Regions from separate parts of the Sus scrofa genome. Here regions 2, 3 and 4 are each linked to region 1. A link is a contact called in public Hi-C and HiChIP or PLAC-seq data. All regions are on one chromosome and are shown on one strand. Each heading gives the region's core, a stretch centred on a gene start, on an enhancer-like site or on the middle of the called end of the contact. The rest is flanking DNA. Distances are from core to core; before and after follow the strand shown.

What was found. Hi-C and Micro-C count contacts between places; a contact is called where the count stands out from the background. HiChIP or PLAC-seq counts read pairs in DNA pulled down with a chosen protein or histone mark.
Region 2: a Hi-C map of mesenteric adipose tissue shows a contact between it and region 1, with 3 times the contacts expected there. The contact joins the enhancer-like site here to the promoter of CCDC80 in region 1. A contact is called at or near these places in 21 of 47 Hi-C or Micro-C datasets (alveolar macrophages, blood, brain and 12 more) and 2 of 2 datasets of contacts at active chromatin or transcription factors (alveolar macrophages and skeletal muscle).
Region 3: a contact with region 1 is called in an H3K27ac HiChIP or PLAC-seq map of alveolar macrophages. The contact joins the enhancer-like site here to the promoter of CCDC80 in region 1. A contact is called at or near these places in 5 of 47 Hi-C or Micro-C datasets (alveolar macrophages, mesenteric adipose tissue, omental adipose tissue and 2 more) and 1 of 2 datasets of contacts at active chromatin or transcription factors (alveolar macrophages).
Region 4: a contact with region 1 is called in an H3K27ac HiChIP or PLAC-seq map of alveolar macrophages, with 13 times the contacts expected there. The contact joins the promoter of CD200R1 here to the promoter of CCDC80 in region 1. A contact is called at or near these places in 1 of 5 promoter capture datasets (liver), 33 of 47 Hi-C or Micro-C datasets (adipose tissue, alveolar macrophages, blood and 15 more) and 2 of 2 datasets of contacts at active chromatin or transcription factors (alveolar macrophages and skeletal muscle).

The regions. Positions count from the first base shown.
Region 1 is chr13:147,202,019-147,204,718 of Sscrofa11.1, forward strand. It overlaps CCDC80 (coiled-coil domain-containing protein 80), which reads left to right and starts at 1,315. Exons shown (of 8, transcript XM_003132680.4): 1 at 1,315-2,700.
Region 2 is chr13:147,065,345-147,068,044 of Sscrofa11.1, forward strand. It overlaps CD200R1L (CD200 receptor 1-like), which reads left to right. Exons shown (of 6, transcript NM_001244415.1): 6 at 1,012-1,417. The coding sequence ends at 1,096. Among named protein-coding and RNA genes, the nearest start is that of CD200R1L, 42 kb to the left of the region's middle. Within about 2 kb of position 1,262, at least 9 of the 83 cell types and tissues checked have an H3K27ac peak or open chromatin away from gene starts, as enhancers often do. A contact at or near this core is called in mesenteric adipose tissue, omental adipose tissue, retroperitoneal adipose tissue and 1 more, where this site is marked.
Region 3 is chr13:146,967,943-146,970,642 of Sscrofa11.1, forward strand. The region is part of intron 1 of CD200R1 (CD200 receptor 1); the gene reads left to right. Among named protein-coding and RNA genes, the nearest start is that of CD200R1, 16 kb to the left of the region's middle. Within about 2 kb of position 1,444, at least 4 of the 83 cell types and tissues checked have an H3K27ac peak or open chromatin away from gene starts, as enhancers often do. A contact at or near this core is called in alveolar macrophages, where this site is marked.
Region 4 is chr13:146,951,772-146,954,471 of Sscrofa11.1, forward strand. It overlaps CD200R1 (CD200 receptor 1), which reads left to right and starts at 1,364. Exons shown (of 8, transcript NM_001243546.1): 1 at 1,364-1,664. The coding sequence starts at 1,598.

The DNA.
Region 1 (2,700 bases), core at 65-2,564:
TGCTGGAGAGGGTGTGGAGAAAAGGGAACACTATTACACTGTTGGTGGGGATGTAAATTGGTGCAACTACTGTGGAAAACAGTATGGAGATTCCTCAGAAAACTAAAAATAGAACTACCATCTGATCCAGCAATCCCACTCCTGGACATCTAGCCAGAGAAAACCATGACTTGAAAAGATGCATGTACTCCAATGTTCATTGCAGCACTCTATACAATAGCCAAGACATGGAAACAACCTAAATGTCCATCAACAGAGGAGTGGATAAAGAAGAAGTGGTACATATACACAATGGAATATTACTCAGCCATTAAAAGGAAAGAAATAACAGCATTTGTGGCTATGGACTTAGAAATTATTGTGGTAAGTGAAGTCAGTCAGACAATGAGACACCAAGGTCATATGCTATCACTTACATGTGGAATCTAAAGAAAGGACACAATGAACTTCTTTGCAGAAGAGATACTGACTCACAGACTTTGAAAAACTTGGGGTTTCCAAATGAGACAGATTGGGGGAAGTGAAGGGATGCATGAGGGTTTGGGATGGAAATGCTATAAAATTTGGTTGTGATGATCATTGTACAACTATAAATGTAATAAAATTCATTGAGTAATAAAAAAACTACAAAAAAAAAAGAATTCAACATTTTCTTAATTAAACAACTTTCCACTTGGAAAAAAGTCCTTTAAGTCCCCCCACCACCACCAAAAACAAACAAATAACAACAGCAACAAAAAACACAAAAAAACTGAAGTAATCAAAACTAAATGAATAAAAAAAAAGGATATTGAAACTGTTCTCCCCCAAAGTTTTGGCCCATATCTACCAGGTAACTTTTATTTTGATTTATTTATTTTTTTTTTAAGTATACATATACCTTAACTTTGGATTAAGCCTGTGACCTTGTTGACATTTCAGGGACAAGTTCAGGGTGTTTCTTTTTGGGGATTACCCTTTCTTCGGAGCCTCCCTGGGCCGCAGCAGCAGCCTGATTATGGGCTTTCCCCTTGACTTTGCTGTTTATTACTTTAGTTTGTCCTATACTAAGAAAGAGAAGAGTTCGTTTTCACTCTGAACACCATAAACATGGCTGAAAACTGAATTTTGATTAAAGTCTGCAAATGGAAAAAGGGAAGAAAATGGCTCTGCTCTTTTTCCTGCTGGGGGTACCGGTTATCACAGAGTGGGAGAGGTGGTTTCCCTTCAAGACCACATGAAGAACTTGCATCTTTTTCCTCTTCATTTGTTTTCATAGTTTCCTCTTCAGTAAATAATTTTTTTTTTTTTTTTTTTTTTTTTTTTTTAGGCAGTAGAACAATGTTTTGAATCCAGTCAGTAAGATCCACACAGTGTTGCTCTGTGCAGAGGATCAAGTGTATGTGACAGAAACGATAGTTTCTCTCGGGTGCCTGGGACAGGATATTTTCCTGAGTCTTAGTCCCAGGTCAGTGCAGTTCTGCTCAGTTAGCACACCCTCCTCTGCTTGCCTCCTTATGTTTAGTATGATTTTCATCAAATAATCCCCCCTATCCCAGTGTCACTGAAGTAATTCTGTTTTGCACATTCTTTCCTTTACTCCCTCCAAATTACTGTGTGACAAATGTCAGGCAGTGTCTTGTCAGTGTGTTCCTAAATTAGGATTTCTAAAATCTAGTTTTGGATTTTATTCTTTTTACATTTCTCTCAACATTGATCTCAAAAATCTCTCTCCACTCTCTTTCTCTCTCTCTGCAATTAGTTACTATTTCTTTCTTAGGTAACAGAAAAAAAAAAAAAAAAAAAAAAAAAAAAAAAAAAAAAGGAAAGATCTAGGTGGAGTGCTTTTAAAAATAGAGATTTTAGGAGGAGTTCCAGTTCTGGCATAGAGGAAACAAACCTGACTAGTAACCATGAGGTTCTGGGTTTGATCCATGGCCCTGCTCAGTGGGTTAAGGATCCAGCGTTGCCGTGACCTGTGGTGTAGTTCACAGAGGCAGCTCGGATCTGGCGTTGCTGTGGCTGTGGTGCAGGCTGGCAGCTGTAGCTCCGATTGGACCCCTGGCCTGGGAATCTCCATATGCCATGGGTGTAGCCCTAAAAAGACCAACAACAACAACAACAAAAACCAGAGATTTTAAGCCTAGAAATTGACTAGAAATGGACTAGAAATTGAAGATCATTGCAAATCATACATCGGTATGGGCTTTTCCAGAAAGAGGTGCATGCTAACTTGCTTCCTAACTGCTCTTAACAGATGTATGCTCCCTGGACTTTCCTGGGAATATTTTCTGAGGTCCCAGGAGAGGCTTTATGTGTTGAGGTTGAAAAATGCTTGTGAGTCTGTGAGAGGGTGCGGTGGGGAAAACTGGGGAGACACTGAGGTGGCAGTTAGGTTTTCTCCCTCCTGTGTGTTTAGCGTGCCATCTAGTGGCTGATGCTTACAGGAGGGAAGAAAGTCTGAGTCCCCCCAGGAAGACACAGGTCAGGATTGGGCTGGCTTTCCCCGTACAATCCAGGTTGCTAAAGTGACTTGATTTCAACTTTACCATTGCATAGATGACGAATGTTATGCACATTCTGTGTAGGTTAGTGGAAGCCATGGGATATTCAAGAAAAAGAATAAAAGACTTTAAGGACCTATTAAGAAAGGCAAAAAGGATGGTTACACAATTATTCCAGAATGAAGGACTCTAAAAGTACAAGTGCTCTGGCTAAGCA
Region 2 (2,700 bases), core at 12-2,511, 140 kb before region 1:
CAGTGGGTTAAGGATCCTGCGTTGCCGTGAGCTGTTGTGTAGGTCACAGATGTGGCTCAGATCCCGCGTTGCTGTGGCTCTGGTGTAGGCTGGCAGTTGTAGCCCCAATTCGATCCCTAGCCTGGGAACTTTCATATGCCTGCCACAAGTGTGGCCCTAAAAATATAAAAGACCAAAAAAAAAAAAAAGATTTCACAGTGAAGAAGATAGGCAAATAAGCAGATCACTAAAATCCAGTATTGATGTATTAAAAAAGGTATATACCTTTAGCAATCAAAGGAAGGAATACTCAGTTCTTACTGAAGATGTGGCTTGTAGTTAAGGAAAAGCATTGGGTACATTATGAGGCTTTCAGCTGCAAGAAACAAAGTAGGACTCTGACAGTTAATAAGGTCATTTACTATTTTACATAAGAAGGCATCCAGAAGTAGGGCCAACTTCAAGTCTGGTTGTTTCAATGGCTTTACAAAGCCTTCAAGACTGGATTTTATCCTTTCTCTGCTCTGCTATCATCAGTGTCAGTGTTTGCTTCATCCTCAAGCTGGACGTGAGTAGGTAGCAGCCATCCCAAGGCTGTAGCCAGACACAGCATGCCCAGAGGAAGAAGCCTGACCATTTCTTCCCCAAACCCATTTCTTCCTCTGAAGAGTGAGGACCAAGAGCCCCCATAGGCTTCCTCTCTTGTCTGATTGGTCAAAGTCACAGATACAATCTCTAGCAAAGGGGCTGAGATTATGCTTACACTAATTAGGCCTTTCATAGAGCTGGGCTAAGGTCAGTGCCTTTCACCAAGCATTCACCCTGGTGGGAGGGAGTGACTAGAGACCTGACCAAATTAGGGACTCTGTTAAGAAAGCAGAACTTGAGAATGCATGTGAAGCCTGGATGAAGATGATAATGGTCAAACTGAGTCCTAAAATATGCAGAGGAATGCTACAGGTAGACAAGGGCAGGGAAGAGAAGACATCATGGATAAAGGCAGGGAGCTGTGACAGGGTGTGTCTCTTTCAGGGCAATGGAGAAACTGTATCATCTCCTCACACAAGTCCCACATTTCATGAAGTCATCTGGGGACAGAAGATTGCTATTCTACTGAGAATGCCAGGAGTTTTGCAGATCCAGCAAATCTTGATGAATTTATCACATTTTCTGAACAGAATGTCCAAATCTTCTGACTGATTCACCCAACACTCATTTTAAGATCACACAAGGAGCCAAGAACATTGGTTGCACACAGTGGAGAATCAAAGAGAGGCAGGAGGCTTCAGGCTGGAGCAGCAGTGGTCGGCTGGATGACATCACTCATTTTTGAAGGGTAGGACTCATCTCTGGGCTGGGTAAAACTGACAGAGTTGAGATACTTCTCCTGGTCTGGTGTCCCTTCATGAAATATGAAAATAAACGATTGAAGACAGTGTTTTGAGGATAATCGTTCCATATTTATAAATGTCCTTGGGAAGGGTGCTATAGAAATGCAAAGTCTTGTTATTCATTCCACCTTCTTGCAAATGGCCCTTGAGCCCACATGGTATGTAGGAAAAAAGTTCCTGATGTATCCTTCCCTAAAACTTTTCTTCTACTTAATACACAGAGCCCCTACACAGAGACACCTCAGACATAGTTTCCCATTTCTAGTCATGTCCATTTTTCTCTAAACCTCCCCACACTGAGGAGAGAGCTCCTTAGAGGTATGGAAATCACCAGAGAGGAAAGAAATGATCATCTCACCCCAGGTAGAAGGAGACCACAGGACTAATCAAGAGAAACTGCTTTTTTTTTTTTTTTTTTTTTTTTTTTGCTTTTTAGGGCCACGTCCACGGCATATGGATGTTCCTAAGCTAGGGGTTGAATCAGAACTGCAACTGCTGGCCACAGCCACAGCCACAGCAGTGTGGGAATTTGAGCTGCATCTGTGACTTACACCACAGCTCACGGCAATGCTGGATCCCCAACCCACTGAGTGAGGCCAGGGATTGAACCTGAATCCTCACGGATACTAGTCAGATGCAATTCCACTATGCCACCATGGGAACTCCAAAAACTTTAAATTTAACCAAGAGGGAGAGAAAAAAAAATGCACAGGCTCAAAATCAGAAAAAATACATAAATTTAAACAAGATACACTAAAATAAGAAGAAATGTGAAGTTCTATCAAATGTTAAGATGCTTAGGGGAGGAGAAATGAATTATGTTTCAAATTGCTATTATGACTTGCCTGTTAAGAGGAATATGATCCTTCCGGGAAAACAGTTGTATGTGACCATGAGATTAATCATTTATCTAGATCCTTAACATGATGAAATGGACATCTTTTCATATTCTCTTTTATGCTATCTTTATGAAAATGGAGAGCAAGAGACCTATTGAGCAGGGTAGTTTGTGGCCGACACAAGAGTATCCCTTTGTTTCTGAAAGTCATTGTGCCTACTGCACAGTTTCCTGGGGTTCCATGGAAGTCACAGACCCTGGAGAGGAAGCAGGTCTCCTCCTTTGTGAGTGCTATGTGGACAGGTCGTGCTACTGGAAAGATGAAGTTTGTATGTTGCTGCTGACCCTTGGAATGGAGGTAAGCATCTTAGTACAACTGAATGATGCTCTGGGGGAGATAGGAGATGGACAATGTTGTGTATTTTGTGTCTGACTACATGAGTGTACAGTTTGTTTACAGTTAATGCACTTCCAGTTTAAGGCTTCTGACCT
Region 3 (2,700 bases), core at 194-2,693, 230 kb before region 1:
AGTTTGTTCTTGGCAATTTAATTTGAATTTCTGGGTCTTTGTGTGATTAAGATGTCAGTCTCAGAGTTGCATTTATTTTTTTTAAATTTTTTTACATAATGATTTTTTTCTCCATTATAGCTGGTTTATAGTGTTCTGTTGATTTTCTACTGTACTGCATGGTGACCCAGTTACACATACATGTGTACATTCTTTCTTCACACATTATCATGCTCCATCATAAGTGACCAGACATAGTTCCCAGAGCTACACAGCAGGATCTCATTGCTAACTCATTCCAAAGGCAATAGCCTACATCTATTAACCCCAAGCACCCCAGCCATCCCACTCTACCCCCCGACCCCTTGGCAACCACAAGTCTATTCTCCAAGTCCATGATTTTCTTTTCTGTGGAAAGATTCATTTAATAAGTAAGGGATAACTCGTGAATGGTATCCTAAGAACATTACACGCTGAGGTTTTAAACCCAGTAAAAATGAAGCAGCATATCTCTCTTAAAGATTAAAGTTTCCATTTAAAATAAACACAATGGCACAGAGTTATTTTATTGCTTCATTGCCTAATCCAAAATGGTTTAGATCCGTACTCATAATAACTTGCAGGGTTTTGACGTTTGAAAGCTTGAAACACCAAATGAAGAATGAAATAATTATATTATTTGGTTTTCTTTATGTAAAATATCAGAATATTCTCGCAGATTTCAATGTGTTAAAACATATTCAATGTATTTCAATGTATACTGTGTTGTGTTTATGTTAAAGTAGGAAGTTCATTAAATGTTAAAAACTATGAAGATGAAAAGTAAAGATGTAAAGTCCATAATAAGCAATAAGAATAACTTCTAATTAGTTCAATACTAGCATAGAAGCCTCAAGTCCTAGAGAAAAATATCAAAAGAAATGTAAAAATAAAACTATTCTGCATTGTTCTCTTTTACAACTGTATAGTCATCTTTTTGGAACATAGCCAAATATTTTAGTCTACGGTTTTGCTTCAATTTTAGGATTCTTTTAGCTTAAAATTCATTTTATGAAATACCTTACTGCTTTGTTTGTATTCTCCCAAAACCATGTAGATAAATGAAAGAGCGGGAAATCTTTAACTTTTTGTTTCCCATCTTCATACATTAGAAATAATTATCTAAGCAACTACATTAACTATTTAAGTAATGGTGTAATCCATGTTCTATTTTGGTTAATAATAGTTACTGAATCGGGTTTTTTCTTTTTTTATCCTGGGAATGGTTAAATATCAGAAATGCTTACCTCTAACATTTTTAGTCAGTAGAGCTCAGGATTTTACAATACATAAAAACTGTTTTAACAGCAGCAGAAAACCATGTGCTGTTTCTGAGAGCCTTTTTTCACTCACTGGAGGAAGCCTTTGAGTATAGGTTTGCACAGTCATGTCTGTACAGTGTCCACTGTGTGGGTGGTATATACTTGCTCAGGCATATGACAATGACAACTTGGGAAGGGAAACTCAAAGCGAGTGTTCAAAGTGACTAAGAGGTTTCATTTGTAGTCAAATCACAAGACAATCTTACTCCTACTGATGATTTTGACTTACATGGAAAAGGTTTTTTAAAAAATTATCTTCAGCGTCAAGGGCTTTTCATTTGTGTTTTATCTTGTGTTTATTTGTGTAGATGCATGTTTTAATATTATGTATGCTGAAACCTGATGTTTCTGGTATTTTTAATTAAATCGAGGAATAATTTATGTACAGTTAACTGTGTCCATTTAAAAGGTACAATTTGATGAGGTTTGACAGTTGTATTATGTACCTGTGATTATCGTCACAAACAAGATACAAAACATTTCCACTATTCTTCAAATATTCCTCCATGTATATTTGTAGTCTATTCTTGCCTTCATTCCCATCATCTGTAAGCAACCACTGGTCTGCTATTTGTTACCATAGATGAGTCAGCATTTTATATTAGTAGTAGTACTTTGTGTAGTGTGTACTATGTACTCTTTTTTGTCTGCCTTATTTCACTCAAGGGAATGATTTTGAGATTCATCCATGTTGTGTGTGTTCCTTTTCATTGATGAATACTTTTCCATCATAGGGATAACTTGTCTATCTGTTGATTGGCATTTGGGTTGTTTCTAGTCTTTGATCATTGTGAATAAACCTGCTACGAACATTCATGCTCAAATCTTTGTGTGGACATAGGTTTTTATTTCTCTTGGGTCAATACCTAGGATTGGAATGGTGAGGTTATATGTGGGCATGTGTTTGACTTTTGAAAAAAAAATGCAGGAATTTTCTAGTGTAGTTATGCTCTTTTACATTCCCATTGGTAATGTATGAGAGTTCCAATGGCTTCACACTCTTGCCAATTACACATTATCAATCTTTTTAACTTTGGCCATACTTATAGGTGTGTAATCATTATCTTTCAGTGATTTAAATCAGTAGTTCCTCTATGATTACTAATGTGGAACAAATTTTTGTGTATTTATTAGAAGTTTGAATTTTCTTTTTTTGGTGAAGTGTCTGTTCTAGTCATGTGCCTGTTTTTAAAATTGATTTTTAAAATTACTGAATTGTAAAAGTTCTTCACATAGTCTACATAGCAATTTTTTGTTAAATACACATATTGCAAATATTTTATTCTAATCTGTGGTTTACCTTTCATTTTATTAGTGATATTTTTCAAAGAGCAAAATTTTAAAATTTTGATAATGTCCA
Region 4 (2,700 bases), core at 114-2,613, 250 kb before region 1:
CATTCTTTTTTCTCATGTTACATGTTCCATCATAAGTGACTAGACAGAGTTCCCCAGTGCTACACAGCAGGATTCCATTGCTAATCCATCCCGAAGGCAACATTCTGCATTTATTTATCCCAAGCTCCCAGTCCCTCCCAGTCCCTCCCCTTCCCCCTTGGCAACCACAAGTTTATTCTCCAAGTCCATGATTGGATTAGGAAGATGTGGTATATATACAACAGAATACTACTCAGCCATAAAAAAGAACAAAATAATGCCATTTGCAGCAACATGGATAGAACTAGAGATTCTCATCCTGAGTGAAGTAAGTCAGAAAGAGAAAGACAAATACCATATGATATCACTTATATCTGAAATATAATATACGACACAAAGGAAACTTTCTGCAGAAAAGAAAATCATGGACTTTTTTTTTTTGAAAGTGTTAAGTTTCAGATGTGTGGCAACTAAAGATGAGTGTTTATTTGTAATTTAGTTCAAATGATCAAGCTAGCTCTTCAAACAAGAAAGTGAATGGAAGTAAGTACTGAACTGTGAAAGCCAGAATAATGCTCCCCTGACACAATGTCCATGCCCTGACCTCTGAAACCTGCAAATTTGTAGCCTCACATGGGAAAAAGGACTTTGCAGATGTGATTAAGTTAATGATTTTGAGATGGGGAGATTATTCTGGATTATCCGGGTGGTCCAATACAATCACAAAGATCTCTATAAGGGGGAGGTAGGAGGGTTACCATCAGAGAAGATGTGGCAAAGGAACAGGGGTGGGAATTATGCAGCCATTAGACACAGAACTCAGGTGACTCCTAGAAGTTGGAATTGACAAAGAACAGATTCTCCCCATGTATCTAGAAAAACACAGCCCTACCAACACTTGATATTAGCTCTGTAAGATCTGTTTTGAACTTCACACCTTTAGAACTATGAATAAATATTATGTGTTGTTTAAAGCCATTTAGTTTGTAGTAATTTATAGCAGTAATAGGAAAGTAATACATTTAGGTTGCTTCTTGAGTTATATGCTACTCCCTTATAGAGAGTAATCACATGAGAATTTTAAGGGAAAATCTTTTTATTACTAACTTGATTACTGAGGCTAGATATCTCTTCAACTGGAGAAAGCTTCTAAAAGTTATTTATAGGGGAAATTTATAGGGATGGGCCAAATATAGATAAATATCCTGTTTTGCTATTTAAATTAAGTTTAGGCAAATCGGTTTATCTTGGGCATGTTCAATGCCTCACTGTAAAGTTTATCTATGTACAGCAGAAGTGAGAGGAAGACCAATGAGCTGAAAGATAACTCAGTCAATCTGCTTCCTCCGTCTTTGGTTCAGTGCTTCATACAGGAAATCTATTGCTGTGTCAAGTTCCAGAGAAGAGTTTCTTCTGTTCCAAGTTACTAATCAGGCTGAAACACATAGAATTGAAGGAAGGGGGTAGGAGGAAAAGAGTATCATGTTGCTAATGGGCTAAGAGGATCCAGCACTTCCTGGAGAAGTCGACCAAAGAAAGCCTCACCATGTCCATAGCTCTTTTTACACCTGTGTGGAGGAACAGTGTTGAGTGAAGGTCAGAAAATAAGAAAACAGAAATGCCCTGCACTTGGGTAACTTCTGATCTTCAGCTACTACTGAGTTTGACTCTCTTCTTAGTTGCTGGTAAGTGTGAATTCTCTTTGGGATGGTGAGAGGAGAATGACTGGTGAGAAAGCTGGTCTCAGCTTTTCCTGAGCTTTCTTTGTTTTCTTGGGGAGCAACGCACGATAACTGCAATCAGAAATATGGGGGAGCGGTTTCCTCCTAGATTTATTTTGCTTTATTGTTATTCTTATTTTCCTCTTTGTTTAACTATTTTACTTAGTTTCCTACTACACTGTGCATATCTCTATAATTTGCCCCCCTGCCCACTTCCTTATTCCCCCTCCCCCTTTTTTGAAAGGAGACAGACTCAGTTAATTTCTAGTAACTATCCAAGTCATCTGATGAAAATGAAGTTATTTTCATTTCCTTTTCTTAAAAAACTTGAATAATCATCCCAACCCATTTATGTTCATATTGTGAACAGTATAAATTAGGAAAATTTATTGCTTTCTTATCACTTTTGATGACCAGGTGCTTTTTAAAATATAATATATTCAGAAGTTTGAAATACGTTTGTAATGCAGATCTGTATTTATCTTTAACATGTGGGGGCTGCCAGAGACACTTTCTGGGTTAAAAGACACATTCTTCAACATCTAGTTTCCTGCAGAAGTTGTGGAGAACTTGGGGCTATTGTGGGGGTGTCCTGGTTTCACTGTAGAGGGTTGGGAGGAGTTGATGTGGGAGGTAGTTTTCAGGTTTCATTTTTAGTAAATGGGAGCAGCTGCAAGGAAACATTTGGTTTTAAATTTTAGAGTTTGTTAATTGAAAGAAGAAAAGTTATTTTTTTCTCATACAAATGACTTTAAAATATTGTGTCTTCTAGCTAAATATTTGCTTTTCCACCCTTCAATCTTTTCCACCCTTCAATACAGTAACTGTATTACTGTATGAGCGTTCTTTTCTATGGAGAATTTTCACATACTTTCTCTCCTTTGATCTACACAGGAGTAAAGTAGGCATAGAAGACATGTCTCCATTTTACAAAGGTAGAAACTGAGGCATCAAGGTGAAATGACTTGTCCAAGGCTACACTATTAGTATATGACAGAGT